2 separate regions of the Pan troglodytes genome follow, and region 2 is linked to region 1. Evidence: chromatin contacts called from public Hi-C data. All regions are on one chromosome and are shown on one strand. The core of a region is the stretch at or near the end of the contact, and the rest is flanking DNA. Distances in the headings are between cores, read along the strand shown.

Evidence for each region. Hi-C and Micro-C count contacts between places; a contact is called where the count stands out from the background.
Region 2: a Hi-C map of stem cell-derived neural progenitor cells shows a contact between it and region 1, with 5 times the contacts expected there. The contact joins the enhancer-like site here to the promoter of NR2F1 in region 1. A contact is called at or near these places in 1 of 7 Hi-C or Micro-C datasets (stem cell-derived neural progenitor cells) and 1 of 1 datasets of contacts at active chromatin or transcription factors (stem cell-derived excitatory neurons).

Annotation. Positions count from the first base shown.
Region 1 is chr4:22,551,025-22,555,938 of NHGRI_mPanTro3-v2.0_pri, forward strand. NR2F1 (nuclear receptor subfamily 2 group F member 1) reads right to left here and starts at 1,952. Exons shown (of 3, transcript XM_517657.9): 1 at 1-1,952. The coding sequence starts at 158.
Region 2 is chr4:23,153,952-23,158,865 of NHGRI_mPanTro3-v2.0_pri, forward strand. The region is part of intron 1 of LOC104006368 (a long non-coding RNA gene); the gene reads right to left. Among named protein-coding and RNA genes, the nearest start is that of NR2F1, 600 kb to the left of the region's middle. Within about 2 kb of position 2,815, at least 6 of the 24 cell types and tissues checked have an H3K27ac peak or open chromatin away from gene starts, as enhancers often do. A contact at or near this core is called in stem cell-derived neural progenitor cells, where this site is marked.

The DNA of each region.
Region 1 (4,914 bases), core at 702-3,201:
TGCGGCGTGTGCGGCGCGCCCGAGCCCGCCTGCTGCTGCTGCTCGCCGGCGCCGCCGCCGCCGCCGCGGGCCGCCTGCGCTGCGGGGTTGGGGCCGCCGGGGTTGCCCCCGGCCACGTCGTCCTGCGGATCTCGCCAGCTGCTAACTACCATTGCCATATCTTTGGGCCCGGGGAGCGCTGGGGGGAGCCGAGCTGCTCGCCGAGGGCCGCGGGGCGCGCGGGCGCGCTGGGAGGGGAAGGGGAAGGGGAAGGGGGGAGGGGGAGGGGGCGGGGGGCCCGCCGGGCGCCCCGGGGTCGCAGGAGCCGAGCCCGAGCCGGACACCGGCCGCTGCCTCCGCCGCCGCCGCCGCTGCCGCCGCTACTGCCTCGGCCGCCCCGCTGCTGCTGCGCGCCCGCCCGCCCTGCTGGCGTTTTGTTGTGGTTCCTGCTGTTTTCTTTCTCTCTTTTTGCAGCCCCCCCAGGCTCTCAGGCTCCCCCCCCCAACACCCCTGCTCCCCTCGCCCGCTCCCCCCGCGCTCCGTTCCTGGGGGGGCCGCGCTCTCCTTCCCCCCTCCCCACCCCCCGGCGAGCAAGCTCCCTTCTCTCGCTTTTTTCTTCTTCCCCAAGTTGCAAAATCAGAAATGGCACAGGCGGCAGCCGGGAGCGGCGCGGGGCGCAGCGCCGGGGGCGGCGGGCATGGGCCACGGCGCGCGCACACACTCGCCCTCCGCCTCGCCCGCACCCCCGCGCACACACACACTCGCACACACAGTCGCTCACCCGCGCCGGGCGCCCGCCCGCCGGCCGCTCGGGCTACGCGCAGCGCGCGGGCTGAGCCGACATAGAGGAAGCCGGCGAGGGCGGAGGCGGCGGCGGCGGCGGCGGAGGAGGAGGTCGCGGCTGCAGGCGCCGCTGGAGCTGCCGCCGGAGCTGCTGCGGCGAGCGCCGCTGGAGGAGCCGCGGCCCGGGCCGGAGTCCGAGCAGGAGTCGGGGCCGCAGCCGGAGCGCGAGCGGAGGCCGGGGCCGCCCGCGGCGCCGCCGCTGTCCCGGCGGGAGCCCTCGCCGGGCTCGGGAGTGCGGGGAGCGCGGTGAGCCGAGCAGGGCGCTGGGCGAGGCTGCCGGCGGCGATCAGGGCGCGCGGGTGTCGGGGGGCCAGGTCCAGGGCCGGACGCAGCCAGCCATTCAGGAAGGCAGCGCTGGAGAGCGGGAGGCAGCCGGCGAGGAAGATCACACACTTTGCTCTTTTTGTTGTGCCGGTGGCGCCGGGCTCTCGCTGCCTTCTTCTTTCGGGAGGTGACGGAAGGGGGAGAAAAATACGGGATAATTCACGCCGGCGACGAAATCACAGCGAAATAGAAAAAATAAAAATCAGAAGAAAATAATTGCCAAAAAAAAGGAAAAAGGAAAAGCGAGAGAGACATCCAAAGTAGGTCGAATAAATAATCCTCTTCTTTTCCTCTTTCTTGCTCCTTCTTCTGCTTCTTCTGCTATAACACACAGAGCTAGTTAAAAAAACCCTGGAGATCGCCCAAAAATGTTCTTTTTTTAGTATTTTAAATAAGTGCTCTTCAGCCGGCAACCAACACCCTCCCTCCAAAAAAAATCATATATGTATAAAATAACGATAAGAAGAATACGAAGGGGGTGCCTCCTCCTCCTCCTCCTCCTTTTTTTTTCTTTAAGTTTAGCCCTCTCTCTTCTTCAGGAATGGAGTAAAAGAGACAAGGAGGAGGGAGAAAAAGGAGAGAAAGGAGAAGAAGAAGGGGAAAACAACTAGTAGAATATGTAAGAAAAGAGAAAGAGAAGAGAGGTTCAGAGAAGAGAGGAGAGAGAGAGGAGAGGAGGGAGAGAGGGGGGAGAAAGGAGAGAGAGAGAGGAGAGAGAGAGAGAGAAGAGAAGAGAAGAAGAGAGAGAGAGAGAGACCCAAAAATTGAATGCGTTTAAACGGGAGGACTCGCAGAGCAATGTTTCCGAAAGGGGGATCTGCGCGAATGTCTGTATATAGTGAACTTTGACACTACTATTGAAACTGACACGTTTCTATGGAGATCGCTGCCTTATATGGAGCTCGTGTCAAGGAGCCAAGAGAAGGGCTGCTGGCAACTGATAATCAAAGGCGACTGACTGGTCAGAGCCCTGAATCGGGGGGAGAGAAAATGGGAGGCTAAGGTTAGCCAAGCCTCCTGCACGCCATTGGTTGGAGAGCCCCTCCCCCCTCCTCTTTTGCTTTCTTTCTCCCCCCCCCCCTTAGCTACCTACAGACTGGGATGGTGTGGGGAGGAGGAGAGAAAGTGAGGGAGGGGGGTGTGTTTCTGACAAGCGCAATTTACATTGAGATCGCCCTGCGCTGCTATTTACTCTGAGACCTGATTAGTATGGGTCGTCTATGGTCACACACATACACATACACACACACACACACACTTACGCTCACACCCCAGAGGGGGAAGGGATGACGAGGGGGAGAACGCCTAGCGATGGGCAAAAGGAGAATTAGAGGGAAATTATTTTGATTTCTTCTGAAAAGTTTTTAAAATTAGATTTTATGAGCGTGAAGAGAGTGTCATTGAAAATGTTTGGAAAAATTTTTAATGGGAATGAAACCCCCACCATTTTAATGATTTGTGAAATATACTGGATTTGGATTGTTTTCTTCTCTCACATATAAGCACAATCCAAGTCTGGATTCTGCTCATTTTATATCCTTTTTAGAAACAAGTAGAAACAGGGTAGGATCTCCCTATTTTTTGATCCAAAGTATACCTTGGTTTAAAAGGTTTAATGATGACAAAGCACACTCCTGGAATTTGCAGCTATTGCCACAAATTCGATCGGAATCAGGGGTTCCTATTTATCCCAAAGATGATTTTAAAAATAAACTTTCCAATCAATCCAATTTTTCCTTCTTTTTTTTTTTTTAATCACCTGGCTGTTCCAAACTCCAACAATGCTTCAATAATTATTAATAAAACAGTAGTAAGTCCCCATATTGTTGCAGGGTGGGGGGAGATTAGTGTGGCCAAGTCAGTCCCGGGAAAAGAGCAAACAAACGAGAAGATGGAGAGAGGGGGAGGCGGAGAGGGAGAGAGAAAAGGGGGAGGGGGAGAGAGAGAGAGGAGAGGAAAGGAAAGAGAGGAGAGAGGAGAGAGAGCGCGCGAGATATTGAGAGAGAGAAGAGAGAGGGGAGAGAGAGAGCGCGAGATATTGAGAGAGAGACAGAAGAGAGGAGAGAGAGAGAGACCCAGAGAGAGAGAGAGAGAGAGAGACCCAGAGAGAGAGAGAGAGACCCAGAGAGAGAGAGAGAGGAGGAGGAGAGAGAGAGAGAGAGAGAGACCCAGAGAGAGAGAGAGAGACCCAGAGAGAGAGAGAGAGGAGGAGGAGAGAGAGAGAGAGAGAGAGAGGAGAGAGAGGAGAGAGAGAGAGAGAGAGAGAGAGAGAGAGAGAGAGAGAGAGAGAGAGAGAGACCGAGACCCCGATTCCTGAATCCTGAAGGTGATTGGTCGCGGGAGGAGGGGCAGGCGGGAGGAGCGGGTCCCGCGGCGGGGCTTGCAGGAATCGCTGGCTCCGGCTGCCACCTAGCGGACGGGAGCCGCTCCCGGGCGGCACACAGCCGAGTCCCTCCTCCCCTCCCCGCAGGCAGCCTGTGCCTTTTCTCCAAACGAAGACAGCACTTTGAAAATTCTTTCAATGGATTTTTTTTTCCTTGAAAGATCGTACTGGGGGAAAATGATACTTCTATTAGTTACATATTCTCCAATCGCATACTCGCACCCCCCTCGTTTTGAGATCGCTCCCCTAGGCAGGCTCAGGCGGGCGCGGAGCGGCGCGGAGTGACAAAGCCGCCGCTGCCGCCGCCGGGGGTGGGAGCCGCGCTCGCCCGCCCGCCCCTCGACTCGCGAGGGCGTAAAAGTTTGTCTCAGCTCGAGCATTCCTAGCGCCAACACGCCCTCAGGTAAAGGTGGAAGTAAATGGCCACGCTGTATTGACAGAGGTAGGGTTTGTTTTTTAATACTCGTTCTCACTTTAAGTCTCACCAGGGAGGGGTTTGGGAAGCACTGCGTGTTTGGGGAACGTTTTGCGCTTCCTGGTCTCTCCAGCCTACAAGTCGGGAGTCGGCGACCGCTTAGTGACGAGCGATCATTTTAAAGAGCAGAATAAAAGGCTTTCCCGTGCCTGCCCCACAGCCCCTCCAGCTCGAATAATGGAGAACTGTCAATGCACTCCGCGAGCGGTGGCCCATTGTACGCAGCTGATGGCGAGGAGGCGACTGGGGGTAGCAGGGGCTCCTTGCCCTCGTCCCTATGCCCAAATAAACGCGCAAACGCGCTCCCGTCTTCTGGTCAGTTAAAAGGTGAAACGAACACGATTAAAATAGACCAAAAGAAAAGAAAGAAAAGAAAACCTTTCTATGTACAGATTCTAAATCGTACTCCCCATACAGTCAGAGGCAGGGAGTCGAGGGCAGAGGCAGCAGGCGGAGAGAGGGAGATAGGGCGAGGGAAGGAGAACGCGGAGAGAGACGAAGGGAGTGGGAGACCAGCGACAGCGAGCGCCAGGGCACCGCAGGCACACTGGATGCCCGGTCCGCCGGCCCAGCCGCCCTCGGACCCTGGACCGTGCGTCGTGGGCACCAGAAACGAGACTCGGCCAAATCCTGCCTCACCAGGCAAGTAACATAATGGTTGTCGTTTCTCTTGAACTTGGGGTTGGTAACGGGCAGGGCCGGGAGGCAGTCTTGGCTCGCACGGCCTCCGCAGGCCGAGAGCAGAGTCTAGGCAGCCAGGGCGGGACGAGGAGAACTTTCTTCGGGGCCTGCTCGGGAGTTGCCCTCGCTCGGCCTCTGTCTCGCCGTAGCGCTAAGGCGAGGATCGCGGCCGCCGCGCCTCCTTGGAGGGGAGGATCGTGCCAGGCGAGCAGCAATCCACATTCAAAAC
Region 2 (4,914 bases), core at 1,565-4,064, 600 kb after region 1:
GACTCGAAGACCTGCTTAAAAGGATAAGAAAATAGGCAACAGAAACAGCCACAGATTAAATACTTTCTTTGATTACTTTCTGACTGATTAACGAGGGAAACTAGATAAGAAAATTTCTGACTTTGGCAAAAATTCCATCAAATACACAGAATTGTGAAAAATCCAACTAAAACTCTGAAGGGCATCTAATCTAGAAAAACTAGACTTTTTTTCTGATTAATGAATAGAGTTTAAGAAGCACATTTTTTTATAGTCAATGATAGGTACATTTCCTACCCCCCAACCTCCCTGGTAACCATCATTGTAATATTGCTCATATAGCATTTGAGTTTTCTTCTTTGCTTTATGTTTATTTTATATATTAGTCTTATTTTCATTTTTAGACTATGAGCTTCCTAGGAGAAGGAATGGGTAACACACAATAGATGTTTAGTTAAAAGTAATCTTTTAAACAAACATTTACTGACTATTCATGATGTGCTTAAGAAATATGCCTTTAATGGAATGGCATGTTAGTGAGTTGAGTAAGTAAATTTTGATTGTGATGTTTTTAAATAATCAATGCAATGTTTTGAAGGATATCATATTAAGTAAATAATTAAACCAGATTCTCATTCTTTGAAATTGAGAAAATCATCTTTTGATTTCGATCCACCAGATAAAGTAGATCTTTTTGTTTTAAAAATAAACGTATTTTTAAAAATAGACAAATTTTTGTTGACAAAATGCAAACAGAAGCACATAATGGGTCATTATAAAGAGATAGAATAAACTTTTAAAAACTTGAGAGTACTGATATTGGAGCACACAAACTGTCATCAAGAAGATAAGTCTCATTTCAGAGTGATACACTAACACATAAACACAATGTCAGTTAAGGACATATTTACACCTAAAGTTATAAGGTTTTTGTGCCATAATGAGAACTTATACGTCTAATATTACTTCATATTTGTCAACAACAATGAGCTCCCTTTTACATGGAGCTACAGAGGTGTAGGGTTTTACTGACATTCATTTTCAGTTATGCATCAGCAGGTTCACCTCTGTTTTGTTTAATCCACAGAATGAATGGAAACCATAAACTAAGCATATACTGTATCAGTTAAAGGTTTACCAAATGAGTTCCCATGGTTTCCTTTTCTCACTAAATGCATGCCCGCATGGTGGAAAAGGTCTCTGAAATGGAATGCATCCTGGCCTTTAGGCCTGGGGATACATTATTTCAAGCATATCAGGCTGCTTGGTCTAGTGCCTTTTACATGGGAAATGTCTAAAGACCTTGTTCTCTCACAAAGATTTTAATAAAAATCCAAATAAAATTGATTCTATGTTTGGCTTTGTTTTGATTTGGGGGATAGAAACTTTGATATGTTTATTCATTTATATTGTTTTAGCTCCCATAACTAACTACAAGGAAGAGGAAGGGACCACAGATAGTTTGTTTACATGAATCATGGCTTTTAAAAATCATGTGCCACATTCCTTTTTTATTAAAATAAATGTATTATAAATCTATTAGGAACTATGTGTATGATCTACCAATTATTAAAAATAATATAAAATAAAAGTAATCTTCTCTTGCAAACATTTAAAGTGTCATAATTTCACAAGACTAATGAGTATAACAATAGTGTTCTGTAAATCAGATAAACACCACGTTTCAATTTCATTATCTTTCCTAAATCCCCGTTTTTTTTTCCTTCCTTAATTTGTGAATAAAGTCATATATCATGCCTTAAACTTCCAAGGTAAACTTGTTGGTTAATTACTTAAACTGTGATATCAGATTAAAGGTGATTTGCCTGGTTTGGGAACGTCATTTGGTGATGTTCTGATTAATGCACTACCATGAGCAAAGGTGACAGATTAACTATAGCATGAACAGTAACACACTAATTCCTCACTGAAACTCTCAACAGTTGAGTCACATGCAGATTCAATTGTTTTACATGTTTCGCAATCTTTTTTCCCTAATGGAACAATAAACATTAACTCATTACTCTGAAAGCACCTTAAGAAAATCTGGCTGACATACATTACTCTCTATTAAAATTTTTTTCTCGATTACAATGCCAATTTTCCTTTCTGCAGCACGATAGAGTTGTATTTTATTTTAAAAGAAACATGAGTAAACTTCCCCACAAATATTTCAGATTTGTTATGGGCCACTAAAACGTCAGATCTCTGATAGTTCTGTCAATTCATTCTTTTTCAAGATGATATATGAAACATACTGGAGAGTGGGGTATGTTATAATCTGGAATTTAGTACTTGAACAGAGACTTTTTTAAGGCACTAAGATTACTTAAAAAAAAAAGGCACAGTGCCTTTTTGTTCCAAATGTGTTTTCCAACACCAAACATTCCTAGAAATACTTAAATCATAATCTCAATGTCCTTGCATTTACAACCATGATACTTTTAATGTGGAAGTTCATGCTACATTTTTCCATTTTTCAGTTTTACTGAAAACACAGAAGAGATCAGTGGAAACTCTCTGCAGGCTTTTTAGAGGCAAAGCTGAAGTCCAGGATAACTTTGGTGGAAGGCCTTTGCTGTCCAAACCCCTTGTGAAGGAACCTTCTGTCCTGTAGTGGGATTGCAGCTTCTTGGAAAGGGGAGCCATTTATCACAGTCCTAAATGAAAGCATTCTTTAAACACAAATGTCTTTTTTTCCCTTTGTCTAATTACTGAGAGGAAAAGTGAGAAGGAAATGTCAAAACAGAGAAACAGTGGTGTATAGAGAGAGCAGCCACTCTGGAGCTCAACCAGCTTTTGTGAGGGTCTGGGCGATTTGTCAAATGGTTGTGGCATAAGTCAAGCTCTGAGGTTGAAAGGTCTTGACCTAAGGAGTCCTGGAATCAGACAGTGTAAGCAAGGGGTCTGCTAGAATTTTCAGCTGTTGTGGAGATGAACAATGATGGGAGCTGGACATAACAAAACCTCATTTGCATAATTCAGGTAAGTAATTTTATTGAAACTGACAAGGATGTGACAGGCTAAGAAAGAGAAGTGAACACACTCTTGCTGGGAACCACTAAAGCTCCTCAGTTAGGTATGTGAAAATAAATGACAGCTAATCTCTTCACTAAGAAATCTGTAAACAATGCCATTTTACCCAGCACTCACCCATGACCTTTTGTAGAGCTGGTTATAGATTCCTTAGTCCAGTCTTCCAGAATATAGCAGATGGAATGGGCTAAATTCAAATTATGTTTTAGGCTTTACATTATAGTAATTATTTACCTGAATAGGAGTTCCCTCCAAAGCAGGTCTACATTGAGAAAGAAAGAATAGAAACTTTTTAAAGTGGGTGGTGATCAAATATTTGAGATCGATGCTATATAAAATAATATTTTTACTTAAGAATTGATATTTTGGGGGGGACAATTTTAACTTGAGTAGCTTGTACAAAGAATGAATAAAGGTGAAATGCTTTCAGAGTTTCAGTTTACTGATGTGTATTACAGATTTTACTAATCTTTACCAGTTGATTTTTTTCAGCTGTTTTTTCCTTTCTATGGTAAAAGGTGTGGATTTAAGCAAGCCATGAATTTAATATTGATCCATATTATTTAACAATTAAAATATTTAATGCCTAATAAATACTGTCATTGAATTTTGATAAAATCTTGTAACATCAACAAGATCTACAAATTAGATTTTATGTAGCCAGGATATACCTATCCATAAAAAAGTATCACAAATGATAAGGTTATCAGTAAAAGGGTTTCCTTGTTTTAGATAAGAGAAACTAAATTCTTAAAAGCACTTTCCATGTTTTTTATATTTGGCTTTGCTTTTGTGTGTGGATTGCCAGGAGATAGCTACATATCTTTTGTAATCCAGGCTGCTTACCAGTCATTGGTGACTTTTATAGGCAAGGGCAGTAATGGATGGAAATAGTAATCAGGCTAGGGAAGAATGCTACTCTAACCTCGTTTTACAGAGGAGAACCATGTCTGCAATGCCCTTCAAACAAGCGAAAAATATGAAACCCACTTAGTCAGATGTGAGGTGCAAAATCTCCAAGTCTTTTTGGTGGCAAATATACAGGCAGTCCTTCTGCAGTGTATGGAACACATGTACAGTTTGACCAAAATGTGGATCATTTCATTGAATGGAAAGCAGAGAGTTCTGGCTAGATCAAATGTGGATCTCAGTATTATAAGCAGGCTAATGCATAATTCATGAGGCTTAATGAATATTCCAATTCATGACAGCCAACTGGCTCCATAGGTCACACCTCCCAGTCTCATATAAATAAAGAATGAGATACTGGAAAGCATACCAGCTGAACCAAACTGAGTGCCAAAAACATGCATATTAATGAGGCACTATAATAGATACTTGACTCTTTGGAAGTGCCTATATTGGTTTCCAGCTACAGAGGGAAAGAAAGTTCACAATGTACCTTTAAACACACCATACTGTGCACCATAAAATACAGCTCTTTCTATGAAATATGGAATCAAATTATACTGATGTGATTTCAGATTCAGTCATTAACTCCATAACATCCTCTGACACTCCATCAACATTGAAACATTCTGGAAAGATCCCCACCCCCTGCTCCCATGTGCCTTTGCAAGTCTCAACTTGGTAACTAGGGAGAGGAAGTCCTTCAACAGTGCCGTTCTTTTATGTGTTCTGTTTAGACCTTGGATCAGGATGAATGGTAGCTCAGATGAATGCATTTGTGCCATTTTTCTTGGCCCCAGACTATGTTTCCTCACTACCATGACATCTGAACAGAAGGAGAAAACATCTCCCTTTTGTAGCAGGCTAATTTAATTTGTACCTTCCACCTAGGGGTAAATATGTTTGTCTGTCTGTCTGAGCTTTTTGCCCACTTTCTTTTCTCACGGGAAACCCTTCTGAGTAGAAAGCAGGAAATTGCTTACTGCTCTA